3 separate regions of the Mus musculus genome follow, and all the other regions are linked to region 1. The links are chromatin contacts, called in public Hi-C maps. All regions are on one chromosome and are shown on one strand. The core of a region is the stretch at or near the end of the contact, and the rest is flanking DNA. Distances in the headings are between cores, read along the strand shown.

What was found. A called contact is a pair of places that touch in the nucleus more often than the background predicts.
Region 2: a contact with region 1 is called in a Hi-C map of uterus, with 2.9 times the contacts expected there. The contact joins the promoter of 2810442N19Rik here to the enhancer-like site in region 1. A contact is called at or near these places in 12 of 39 promoter capture datasets (the 3T3-L1 cell line, 3T3-L1-derived adipocytes, the C10 cell line and 8 more), 3 of 15 datasets of contacts at CTCF or cohesin (the NIH/3T3 cell line, large pre-B cells and pro-B cells), 35 of 484 Hi-C or Micro-C datasets (the 3T3-L1 cell line, 3T3-L1-derived adipocytes, the C2C12 cell line and 19 more), 12 of 115 datasets of contacts at active chromatin or transcription factors (bone marrow-derived macrophages, craniofacial prominence, differentiating embryonic stem cells and 9 more) and 2 of 9 other capture datasets (adipose tissue and pancreatic islet).
Region 3: a Hi-C map of uterus shows a contact between it and region 1, with 3 times the contacts expected there. The contact joins two enhancer-like sites. A contact is called at or near these places in 8 of 39 promoter capture datasets (the HPC-7 cell line, the SN4741 cell line, cranial neural crest and 4 more), 1 of 15 datasets of contacts at CTCF or cohesin (the NIH/3T3 cell line), 4 of 484 Hi-C or Micro-C datasets (liver, nephron progenitors and uterus) and 7 of 115 datasets of contacts at active chromatin or transcription factors (craniofacial prominence, embryonic fibroblasts, embryonic hindbrain and 4 more).

The regions. Positions count from the first base shown.
Region 1 is chr1:162,237,021-162,241,206 of GRCm38.p6, forward strand. The region is part of intron 13 of Dnm3 (dynamin 3); the gene reads right to left. Among named protein-coding and RNA genes, the nearest start is that of Mir214, 16 kb to the left of the region's middle. Within about 2 kb of position 2,366, at least 12 of the 459 cell types and tissues checked have an H3K27ac peak or open chromatin away from gene starts, as enhancers often do. A contact at or near this core is called in uterus, where this site is marked.
Region 2 is chr1:162,002,660-162,006,845 of GRCm38.p6, forward strand. 2810442N19Rik (RIKEN cDNA 2810442N19 gene) reads left to right here and starts at 2,310. Exons shown (of 3, transcript NR_040562.1): 1 at 2,310-2,675; 2 at 2,777-3,163. The region is part of intron 20 of Dnm3 (dynamin 3); the gene reads right to left.
Region 3 is chr1:162,037,897-162,042,082 of GRCm38.p6, forward strand. All of the region lies in intron 17 of Dnm3 (dynamin 3), which reads right to left. Among named protein-coding and RNA genes, the nearest start is that of 2810442N19Rik, 35 kb to the left of the region's middle. Within about 2 kb of position 2,160, at least 102 of the 459 cell types and tissues checked have an H3K27ac peak or open chromatin away from gene starts, as enhancers often do. A contact at or near this core is called in uterus, where this site is marked.

The DNA of each region.
Region 1 (4,186 bases), core at 1,116-3,615:
CCCAGCATCCATATCTCTGTCTCTGTCTCTGTCTCAGTCTCTCTCTCTCTCTCTCTGTCTCTCTCTCTCTCTGTCTCTCTCCCCGTCTCTCTGTCTCTCTCTCATACATAATCACACACAAAGAGATACTGTCACACTCTCTCTCACACACATACATACTTACACACAGACACTCTCACACACAGACTTTCATACACAGAGTTTCATACACAGATACACACTCACAAACAAGACACTCTCTCTCACACACACTCACACATATACTCATAGACACACACACACACACACGCACGCACATAGACATAGTCTCTCACACACACTCACATACACACACTAACACAAACACATACTCACACACAGACACTCTCTCTCACACACACATACTCACACACAGGCACACATAGACACACTCTCTCTCTCTCTCTCTCACACACACACACACTCACACATGCACTCATACACACACACACATGCACACATATACACACACTCACACATGCATTCATACACACACACACATGCACACATATACACACACTCACACATGCATTCATACACACACACAGAGACACACATACTACGAAGGCATGGAACAAAGGTAAATAAGATGCCTTAACTATCATCCTACTATAAAACTACAGCCATTTACATCCCAATAGGTTTTCCAATTTAGAGAGCCGCACATGAGGAGTGTAGCAGCTTTGGTTGCACACACCCCTTGTCACTGCTTGGGGAATTCACGGCCCTGTCCTCAGCACCGAACCCTGACAGCACTTCACAGAGGCTCACGAGGTTTGTCCTTTACAGAGAGGTGGAGACACATTGTCCACAAACAGATGACAATCGGTTTAATGTGGAAATTTGGAAAAATAATTCTTTCTTACATTGCTTTTCACTGAGAAACCGAGGGAAAAGTCAGGAATCAAGGTAAGATAGGCTGACACAGGGAAAGATCCTATTGAAATGGGCAGATCAACCAAGCATGGTGATTTAGCCATCATCCCAGCACTCCAGAGGCAGAAGACAGCCACAAGTTCGAAGTCAGCCTGGGCCAGGGGTGAAGGCGCTCCTGCTTCAGGCAATAAAACAAGCCAAGAAGAGGTCAGAGCACAGGGGGTGTGCATGCAAAGGGGAATTCATAAGAAAGAAACCAACAGGCACTGAGGGAGAAAGGAAGAAAACATAAACAGAATTTGAGTCGAAGGCAAAGGAAATAGGAAGCGCTACAGCATCCTTTGTATTCACATTTGAGACTGCAAGAGAAAAGAAGCAGTCAGCACAATAACCACTTAGTGTTTGAGCATCAAATCCTGCCAGGAGTAACCAAGTGAACAAGAGCAAGCAGCCCTTTCGGGACTACAGAGACCTTGGGAGTGGAGAGGGCATGTTTCATTTGTTTAGCTAGAGACGTCTTCGTCTTCGTCGTCTCCTTCTTCTTCTTCATCTCCTTCTTCTCCTCCTCCTCCTTCTCCTCCTTCTCCTTTTCTCCTGCTCCTTCTTCCCCTCCTCCTCCTCCTCCTCCTCCTCCTCCTCCTCCTCCTCCTCCTCCTCCTCCTCCTCCTTCTTCTTCTTCTTTTCCTCCTCCTCCTCCTCCTTCTTCTTTTCCTCCTCCTCCTCCTCCTCCTCCTTCTTCTTCTTGTTAAATTTACTACTACAAGTATCACTCAAGCTAATTTTGGCAAATGCAGAACGTTTGAAAGCACCCACAGGATCACCAGTCAGGAGACTGGACCAGCTTTACCCTTGCCCCTCATGGAAGCCTACCCTAAAAGAGTACTACTGGGATTCTTGCATGTAGTAAGAAGCAGGCATTGCCAGGGTTGGCAAACCCTGCATGTTAAAGGCCTACGTTCAGAGCTCAACATCTGGTCAGCACACTAGATGATAAAAGGAATTAAATTTGGGGGAGGAAAAAAAAGCACATGAGGAAAAGTTCCAGTGTGGTCGAGGCCTTAAATTTTATTTGTGAACAAATAAAATTTTGACCTTGGCCTTGCTTATGGAAGACCAACACAAGCCTTTTCTTTTTCTCTTTCCAGCTATGCAGCTGTCTTTTACTGCTGCAGCTTTTGGAAAGTGGTTGCAGAACAGAACACTGGCTATTTGATAGTTTGGCCTCTGTGGATTATTAAAGCTCCCAAAGAGCCTTTCTCCACAGATGACTACCTCATCATAAGGACAGCTCACATTCTGAAGGGCCTACCTGGCCAGACGCTGGGAGCTTACAGCATCCAGCCAAGCTGTGGGTCAAGCCAGTCACCCTGACGGTTTGGGAGAAGCTTCTGTTGCAAGGACAGGCATCCTCAGAACAGACAGCTTGCTCAGAATCTGCCTGGCAGAGATGCTTCCAGCAGATGTGCCCAAGGTCTGATAAGGGAAAAGTGTTTTTCCAATGTACAGGCATCTGGATGCAAGATGTGAAAGTGGATCCACCACAATTATACTGAATGATAGATATCTGAGAGTCATGGGTGCACAGAATACTCGTTAGGGTCGAGCCCTATTAAGGTTTGACTTAGGTAGGAGGGATTAGATCAGCATTCTTAATAGTAATTCATTCCACTATGATACGATGACATCACCAGAAGCCCAACTCTACTTAGTCTTGGAGCAGAACTAACAGAATCATGAGCCAAGTAACCTTTTTCTTGTGATAATTTACCGCTTTGAGCATTTTGTTATAGCAGTGGGAAGTTGAGTAACATAATGAGAAGCAGGGGGATATTTCAATGTCAAATGCCAAAGAAAAACAAGTTTGCTGTGGAGTTCCATTCAGTGTATGGCTGCCGAAGAGAAGTTACCTGGATGAGAGAGCCCCTGTGGCTGCCTGATGAATACGTATTGACAGACGTCATTAATTCGTTGTTCTACAAATACCTGGGCTTTGTAAACGCCTTTTGGAATATAATCTTTTGGCTTTAAGTAAGGAGATCTTTGAAGTAAGAAGTTTATAATTACATCCAGGACATGACTATTCGTTGTTTTATTACTGATGTGCAACTTCTTCTAACACATCTATGATGTCATATAACTATTGCAGAATCTCTGACAGGTCATGAAAAGAAACTGGTGGGATGTAATTTGAAAGAAAACATAGACTAGGAACCTACGTCAATAAATAAACATCCAACATTGAGCAAAGGCAGCCTCAGAGTGAATTTTGACCAGTGCGCTGTTTGAATGACTGCAGAGTCTTTTGTGCTCTGGTCATCTTAAGCCAATGCCCATGGAAGTCACACTAGCTTTGGAGGAGTGGTTTTCAAGACTAGTAAAATGCTGGTCTCTTCCTTCAAGGAAGATCCAAGCCACTGGTAACTCTCCAGCTCGATGGTTAAAGTCAATGAAACGGAAGACAGGAGCAGTGTGAGGAGAAAGAGGGAGGGTTAAGAGGTAGAAGAACTATTTCCTGACTTGCTCTTCCAGTAAGAAAAAAGTGACTATTCACACTGGCACACCCAGAAAGAGGCACAGGGAAGTATTGTCCACACCTTTCTTTTCCTTTCCTTTGCCCCTGTTTTCTGTAGAAAATACCATCATGAGAGACAAGTTCAATAGAGTAAAGTGTTCAAAGATATATCTCATTTAAATGTCAGCTGAGCAGAGGTTTCTGGACACCTATAGAAGGACCAGGCACTGTACAGGGTGCCTTGAAGCCAAGTTCAGACCTAGGAAAGTCTTAACAGTGACTGACTTACTATGAAAAACAAAAAGGAGAGAGGTTTTAATGTCTGATGGACTAACCTCACAATTGAGGCAAAGCATACATAAAAATGCTTAATAGCCCAATTAAGATGCAACATGAAATATTTAAGGAAATGTCCTTTAGTTCAAGACTGGAACATCTGTCACCACTCTGAAGGACTTGGCTACGCAACACTTGTGTGTTTGGGTGTCCCTTCGTGGCTTTAACTTTCTAGGAAGTCAGAATATAACTCTGACCCCATTTCTAGGAACCCAAGGACAGTGACAACAGCCAGCATTTACTTCGTGCCAGGAACTGAGCTAACAAATCCACACATACTCTGATACTTCCTTTATTCCACACAATGATCTTAGAAGAAAGGTAATATGCTCCTTATGCGGCAGAGGAAGAGACAGAGTTCTGGTTCCTTCCTGATGGCCATGCCCATGCTACTAACCAACTACTAACCAGCTACTAACCAGCAGACCTCCCTTGCAGGGCCTG
Region 2 (4,186 bases), core at 1,060-3,559, 230 kb before region 1:
CTAATGTCTCCTTCATTTTTCACCCCAAAGCCAATAATTAAGATATTGTAGAACTTGTCTGACGTGAGGGTTTATTATTTTAGTTATTAAAACACTTTCTAACACTATAGGGAATGTTTTTAAAAAGCAGTGGATGTTGGGCTTAGATCTTTTTACGGCCTTTCTTTGTGACTGCAACCATAGTGGCAGGGAGTAGGCAGGTCTTATGTTAGACCTGGGGCATGATACTTAAAGGTTTACCTGAAGGAAAATTTCATTCAGTCCTAAAATTATCTTTGAGATCACACTATGAACTTAAAAGCATACACACGGTCCAGAATTCGTCTTACGTTAGTATTCATTGTCAAGCAAGCTACCTCAAGGATTATAAAATGCCTTATATATTTTTCCCCACTGGACAATATAGCATACACCTATAATCTGAACACTTGAGAAGTAGGGGCAGGAAGATTAGACATTCAAGGCTGGAGGTGGCAATAAAGTAAATTCAGGGACACAGTAGACTATGTGAGACTTTGACTCAAAAAGTAAGAACAAAACAAAATAGCCAGATAATCAGGCTAAGTGCCTGTAAATCAATGTCATACTGAAGTGTGCAGATGAAGGGGACATCTAGATACTGCTGCTTCAGAATATCTAAAGCCAAATTCGAATGTTTATATGGTGGAGGCAAAAGGGATATTCGGTTGTAGACTAAGGCCATTTTCCTGATTATACTGAAAGCCAACTAAGGCCCTTCTCACGCTGTGTGCCTTTTTTGAAGTGGGAGATGGATCAGGATCTTACTGTGTGCCTCATGATGGCCTGAACTGGCTTTGTAGCCAAGGCTGGCCTTAAATTCATGATCCTCCTGCCTCAGCCTCAGCCTCAGCCTTGCAGGCTTATGGGGGGCTATAAGAGATCATGTCCACCTTTATTTTAGCTTGTCTCCGTTTCCAGACCTTTCCTTGAAGCTTTGGATATGTTTGTGGTAGAGTATCTAGGTTGGTTCAGTCTTCATTTTCTTCTCTCTCAGCTTCTATGTCATCCTTTCCACCAAAGAAAGGATGCTGCTTATTGGCGACTCTCATGTTGACCTGTGCATTCGTGGGGTTTCCGTAAGAGCAGGGAGGAGAGCCATTATACCTTGTTTCATTTTCTGGTGCTTAGATCACTCCCTGTGTGGGCAATTGGATCAAGAGGCTCAACGCTACCCCTGATGCTGAGACGTGGAGAAGTTGGCTAATTTCCCTTTTGATTATGCTCCGACCCCTGCTCCCCGCCCCCAGGGCCTGTGAATGGAATGGGTTCATGTGATTCATGGGAACCGATTATTCTGACTGAAAAACAAAGAGTGGATATTTCTCAGTGCTTGGTGGGAATGCTTAAAAATAAATTAGAGCATTTGGTATTTGTGGTTTTGCCTATCATGTGGCTCTGAAGCCTGAGGAGCAGCCAGATGCAAGGAATGAGGGAGCTGTGGTGTGGAGAGAGTCCCTGAATACCTCATGGCTTTCGACATTGCCCTGCGTTGGAGTTCTATTTTGGGCTAGTGCTGCCATGTGATCTAAACATGTAAATGCTCAAGTAATGTGGCGTCATTAAACATGTAGTGTCTCTCAGGCTCAGAGCCTTCCCAGAAACCCCCACTCTGGCCCTGACAACTCTAGCCTGACCAGAAGTGGAATATCCTTCTGGCAACAGCATTGGTGAGCCAGATGGAAACCATTTGGCAACTAAAGGGTGTAAATACGTGTTTAGATCCAGAGGTTTCCCCAGACAATGCATCCAGTATGTTTGGCATGGGTAGGCTAAGGAATGTCAGCGCCGGGCACTTAACAATTCTATGTTTAAGCATCGATAAATGCATGAGGAGCCAGCAGAGCCAACACGCGCTCAGCTGACTCCTTCCCTCCTTTCTTCCGCTGCTGCAGTTAGGCGTCCCAGGCACATTCACAGAGCAAGACGCTCCACTGACAAGTTTTAGTTTAAACTTCCTGTCTGCCGTGTAAGGTTTTTTTCTAAGTCTCACTTTTTAATCTCTCATAGTAGCCGGTGAGTTGGGGGAAAGGAAAAGAGGGAAATAAAGAAGCCTCCAGCAGCCTCTTCTTAAGAGTTTACTGCTGAGATAAAAGTTAGCTGTGAAAGAGGTGCAATTCATACACCGTGAGTCTCCGAGGCCTTGGAAAAATATCCCCTCTGACCAGGAATGCCTGAGCATGAAGCCTTCTTGAAAATCGCTTTTTCCTCCCAGCAAGGGCAATGAAAGAAACTTGAGCCCTAGCTAGCCTATGTGTGTCTGCAAGTCTGGATGTCTATTTACACATGGTAGAGCATTTCCCCGCTTTTCTCCGAGCTGACACCAGCTTGTATATAGGGACACTCGGTGGATTACAGCTGGTGACAGTTTACTGCTGACTGGCCACAGGAAAAATAATCGGAATCAATTACGCATTGTCCCTGGCCAGGGCCTCTGTCTTGGCTGTTGTCCTCTATCAATCAGGTGAACCCCAGGGCAGAACTGGGCACCCTGAGATGCAAAAGCGCTTGTCCTGCAGTGACGGAGCTTAGCGACTAAAGATCTCCAAAGGGAACAATGTCAGAGCTACTTGTTCTTGACACAAGACACGGAGGAAGCAGTTGTGTTTGCTTAACTGGAGGCCTGTCACCCGCTGCTTGGCTAACTGCAGTGTACGGTAGGAGGAGCTGTCTCCTGTCTGCGTTCGTGTTATTTGCGTTTTGCATGACGGGAATCTTTCCTAATTTCCCTTTTTGCTTTTACTTTCCTGCCACATAGGATATGTGGGAAAGATTCAGACCCAATGAAAAGAGAAAGGCAAACGTGAGTCTGCCTACACACCACCAAAGAGTTCACAGGTTCTGACCCGAGGAGACACCGGTAATGTATGTGGGCCTTGCCTAAACAGACCGCCAGGCATCTGAACTGTGGCCGAGTGGAAATGCCTGTGTAAAGTCGACTCTACTTCCTTAGTTAGGCCCAAGGAGGAAATCCCCAAAATAATTTGACTTTCACTTAAACCATATTGGAAACAGGACCTGAAGAGTGAAAGAAAACCTTTGACATTCGCCATTGCTTCCTTTCAGTGGACTAGTACATTGTCATAAGAATTGAAGCAGGATACTGGAATAAGAACCGTCATGTAAATAGATTGCACCTTTGGAGGTATATTTAATTAAAGTGGACACTTTTCTTTAGAGAACAGTGGTTTGAAATTTTAGTTTTATGACAACTAATGTTGAACCTGCAGCAGATTATTAATTACATTTGGAGGTCTCAGCACCAATTTATTTCTAATATCAAGGGTTGCCTCATGAGATACCTTGATTGTAAGAATTGTAAGAACAGCTTAAAGTTGTTCTGTCTTTAGCAATTATATTTTTGAGCTATAATATAGCTTGTTTTTCTTTTTTACTTTTAAATCTAGTTGTTGAAAAAAAAAACAAAACAAAAAACAAAAACAGTTCCCTGACAATCCAGACTGTCTGGGTATGATTTTTATTTTTTTCTGTAAGGAAGGCTGGCTAGTTAGGAGAACAGAGAGCTTGCCTCACAGCTGATGTCACAAATCGCAAGGTGATTTCACCACTTGTCCAAATGACACTTGGCTGCTAAAAACACCACAGTTTTAGAGAGCTGTCGAGGAGAGGAGAGGGTAAGTCAGGATGTTTCCGTGTGTGACCGCAGGGGAATGACTCCCAGGCTAGTCACACGGGTTGCTTAATTTCCATGTACTCTGAGCCCCTCGACTTCAAGGCTCGACAGCTTCCTCCTTCACGGCACCAAACCTTGATGTGAGGAACGCAAAGATAGAAGAATGATGGGTTGGGGTTTGTCCTGGCTTGAAATCTAGGGAACTTGCTTACAAAGATGAATAGAAACCTCAAATAAAACAAGGAGACTTTATACACCAAATAGAAAGAAAGGATGCTGTGCTAACTGTAACTTACAACAAATAAAATGTGTGAAAGAGTTGGGAGTTACGGTTAGGCAATGCAAGGCCATCAGAATCAGAGACCAAACATTTAAAACGAAATTATGATGAAAACCAATGGGCCTTAACTTTTGTAATATAGGGCATCAATTGTTTTGGAAAGGGGCCATGTACATCTTTCTGCAAGCAGTGTGCTCTGGTAAGTCAAAGAAACCATGGAAGACACCATGGAGGAGCTCTGGGTGAAGTCTTAG
Region 3 (4,186 bases), core at 910-3,409, 200 kb before region 1:
CAGAAAGTGGAGAAGGAAGAATTCAAAGCTAATAATAGTAATGGCTTGCTGGCTAAATAATGAGCAGCAGGAGGACTTCTAAGAAGGCAGTTAGCCCCAGAGCGATTCAGACAGACTTGCTTACACAACGGCTGGCTGCTCTAGGAGGAAGCAAGCCAAAACCAACATCAACACCCAGCAGCGCCAGTTGCTCACAGGAGGAGTGTGTAGCGGGATGCTGATGAAGTGCATTGTGGGAATGAATGAGAAGTCAAGACCCCTATCTCGCTTTTAATGGGAATCTTGTGATGCCCCAGACCCTGTCTGAGCCGTACAAGGGGCACCCTGCTGGACTCTGCTTGGGCCCCGTGATTAATGGGAGTGACAGGAGGCCAGGCTTGTCTAGAAAATTGACTGTGGATGAAAGCAGTAGGCAGTGAATCATGCGCCCTGAGTTCGACCCCCACTGCTCTGTCTGGGGTCTCTTTCACCATTTCCGCAGTATGTGTTGGGGTTGGGTTGGGATGAGGGACCCAACAAGGATATGAGTGTGGAAATTCTTATTTATTTATTTATTTATTTATTTATTTATTTATTTATTTTTATAGCAAAGAAAGAACTGCAGATGGTTCAACTCCGTTCTCACTCCCAAGACTTGTGTTATCTTATAAAGGCAGTCTGGAGCTGCTTGTGAGAAACCGTGAATCAAAGTGAGAGAGACTCCCTGTTAGAAGCAAGGCTGGAAGGTGACAGGGGAGGGAACTGCCTGAGAATCATACAGACATTTGGCCAGAATAAAACTACAGAGCTGTCTTACAACGCTAAACCCAGTCACATCCTGTGAGATAGCTTGGACCGTGCTGAATGCGTCTTGCCAGTCAAGCTCCTTTTTCCAGAGTTTACTACAAAAAGCATTTCCTCATTCCCCCAGCTGTGAACAAACAAAACCAAATGAAACAAAATGAAACAAAACAAAACAATCATCTTGGCTCTTTCCCCCTCCCCCCCTTCTCACTGGCCCCTAAAACATTTCATTCAGGAATAATCATTTCTTTTGTGTTAATAGATTTTTAAAAGTTGGTATCTTCCTTCTAAAGTGGCAGTTGACAGTTTGACCGCTTCCTGCTTTACTAGCCCTTTTACTCTGCAATCCATACATTTATCCCCTTAACATGGTACATGCTGCAGTGTGGCACGGGAGCTCAATGAAATACATTGTACATGGAACTCGGTCCTGAGACAGAAACACTAGCTCCAACAGGGTAGTATTCACATGCTTTTTAAAGTGGCTCGGCAGAGAGTTAGGATGGTGGTTAGGCGCCAGCCCCAGGGTGTGGCTCTCTGGGACTCTGAGCAGCGAATAACTACTCATGCAAACGTTGGAGTTCAAGAATTTACAACTGGCAGAGCTGTTCATATGAGCCACTGGCTGACACGGGTCTGGCTCAAGGAAATGTCCCACTTTCACTTCTGAGGGTCCCCTTCTCTCTCTGTGATTGGTGCCAATGAAGAAATGAATCACCTCTGCTAGGACTCTCTGAATGTGGTACTTAGTGTAGCCTCCTGATTCAAGTGGTACCCTATCTACATCCTCCCCTTAGCAGGATGGATGGTGGGTAAGGGGGTGGGAAAAGGCAACAGATAAAAAGTGGAATCGCCTTTACTCTCAGCACTCACGAGGCCTAGGCAGGGGAATCTCTGGTCTGGCAGAATGATCTGTGGGAAGAATACTATGTCACATGTCAAAATAACTTTAGTTATCCTGGTTTTCGTAAGAGACTTTTTCCTGAGGAGACACCACACACACACACACACACACACACACACACACACACACACACACACACGCACACACACATGCACACACACACACACAAGTTAGCAAGATTTAAAACCCCTCATTTGTATTCCTGGATCCCTGGAAAGGAACTGTTATTCATGTGCCAAGGAACACAGCAATTCATTATTATTTTTTTTTCTTTCTTTCTCCCTAGGTACCCTCCCAGTAAGATTAAAAGCAGTCTGGGATGTGGGCAGAGCACTGAGGGAGGAGTGGGAGCGGGGGAACGATGGCCTTTTAATAGCCTCTGCCCCACTCGTTCAACACAGTAGGAACCTTGTGTTTCAGATTGAAACTCAACGGTTTCCTTCCTCTGAAGCCTTGACTTGGCTATGTACCGAAGCCATGTGCTGAGGTCTCTGGACAGATCTGGAGAGGCAGTGAGTCAACAACTGGCCTTCCTGACAGGGATGATGGAGAGGCTGTGGGAAATTGTGGTAACCTTGATTTGTAAACAAGCAATCAAGCGAGCAAACATACGTTTTGGAGTACTTCAGCCCCATTGATGGTCTCCAAACTCAACACAGAGTTTCTGTGCATCTTTTCAAATGTAAGCACCTTGCAGAACTCCTCCACCCGGGTCATGCTCAGGAAACTGATGTCCTGACTGGCCTTCACTCAGGAGCCTGTATGAGTGCCCATACTATACCTGTTTAATTTGTGGCTATTCCTCGGTGTCTATTCACCACACTCACACTTGGGAAGAGGACTAATCGTCTGTTTTGTACAGTATGCCTTGGCTGGAATTTAGTTAGTACTAATTTCAAGTTATATGATTGCATTTTTGATATGTCCTTCTCAGGGTTGTGTCAGGAGATGTGTGGTGTTCTGTCCTACCACTACCAGGGACTTTGGTGATTTGGTTAAGATGGCGTCCTTCAAGGTTTATCCCCTATCAAGTTTCTATTTTGTCTCTCTTTGAAACTTACCTTATGGGTCATATTTTGAGAGTGTGAATATCCCATTTCTTATTCGACTTTCACTTCCTCATTTTAATATCCACTGTTAATAACTTCGATACGTTCTACATGACAATTCTCAAACTTCTTCTCTAAGTTTATGAAGCGGATTATCTTTGGTGACTAGGAACTTTCCCTTCTACTATTTCATTGTCAGCTGGTTAATTTATGTGGCTACTTATACTTACAGCTGCTGGGTCATAATCCACAGTGATGCTGACCTTGCTAGTAAAGTCACCCCAGATCTAGGAACCTCCTTTAAGTTTGCCTCTGGTATCCTTTTCATGTGTTCTCCTATAAACATTTGAGCATTTCCTTGTTTTCAAGTACTATGAGATAGTCCAGGCCCGTCTTGGACTCCTCAGTTCCACTCCTGGAATGTCTCCAAGGACTGCTGGTTTCTTTTATTGGAGACTAAGATAAAATAATCTTATCTTTTCCTGTGAGTCACAGGGAGTACATAGTCCTCCCAGTAGAAAACAGAAAGATAGTAGAATAGGCCCAGGGAGGATTCAGGATCCTGAACTTTCAGTGTTTTTAGCTAAACATTTCTACAACCATAAACTTCAGTCCCAATCTGGGTATGGTGGCAAACATCTGTACTCTAAGCAACCAGGAGGTAGAGGGAGGATGATTGCCACCAGAGTGCCAGTTTGGTCGACACAGCAAGACCCAGATGTTCAAACAGAAAAACAAAACAAGAAATGAACTTCACCATCTTCTGAGGCTCAGGGAAAATCAAGGAAGGAGGGGGTGGAAGGAATTAAAGAATCCAGTGATAGGGAGAAGGGCTATGAGAGTCCATCTTCTGTGCCTCACACAGCCAGTGCAATCATGAACCCACAGCAGCTACAGTTAGTGGCTTGTACTGGACCTAGACATGACAGGGCTATTCGGTAGTCAGCCATGGATTGGGAGAGTGCTCATGGTGAAGTCATGGGAAATTATTGGCTATGGATGGTTACTGGGAGAAGTGAGTCTCGAGTCACTGCCTTTAGTTTGGATACCTGCTATTGAGTTCACCGGACTCCACTGAATATTTCCACTCTCATGGATATATAGAGAGCTCTGGCTAAACTCAGTGGCTCACCAAAAAAACCAAAAGGACACACATGTGAGAAAGGGACTTTTAGGGAGGAAGTAGGGTGTGGACAGGGTAGTGGGGATAATAGAAGGCAGGGTGTTTTTATATAATGTATTTTTAATCTGTGTGCTCCTGGAGTTTTACTATTCTCAAATATAATCTGCTCTGGAAAAACTTGCCATGTTGCCATCTTCTTCTGATGATTTTAAATAATGATTAAAAATATACTAGGCCTTCCCTTCCCATTCTTTACACCTCATATACATGTCCTGTATCTTGGTCTATTTATATTGCAATTGAGTAGTTTGCTCAAGTATATTGCAC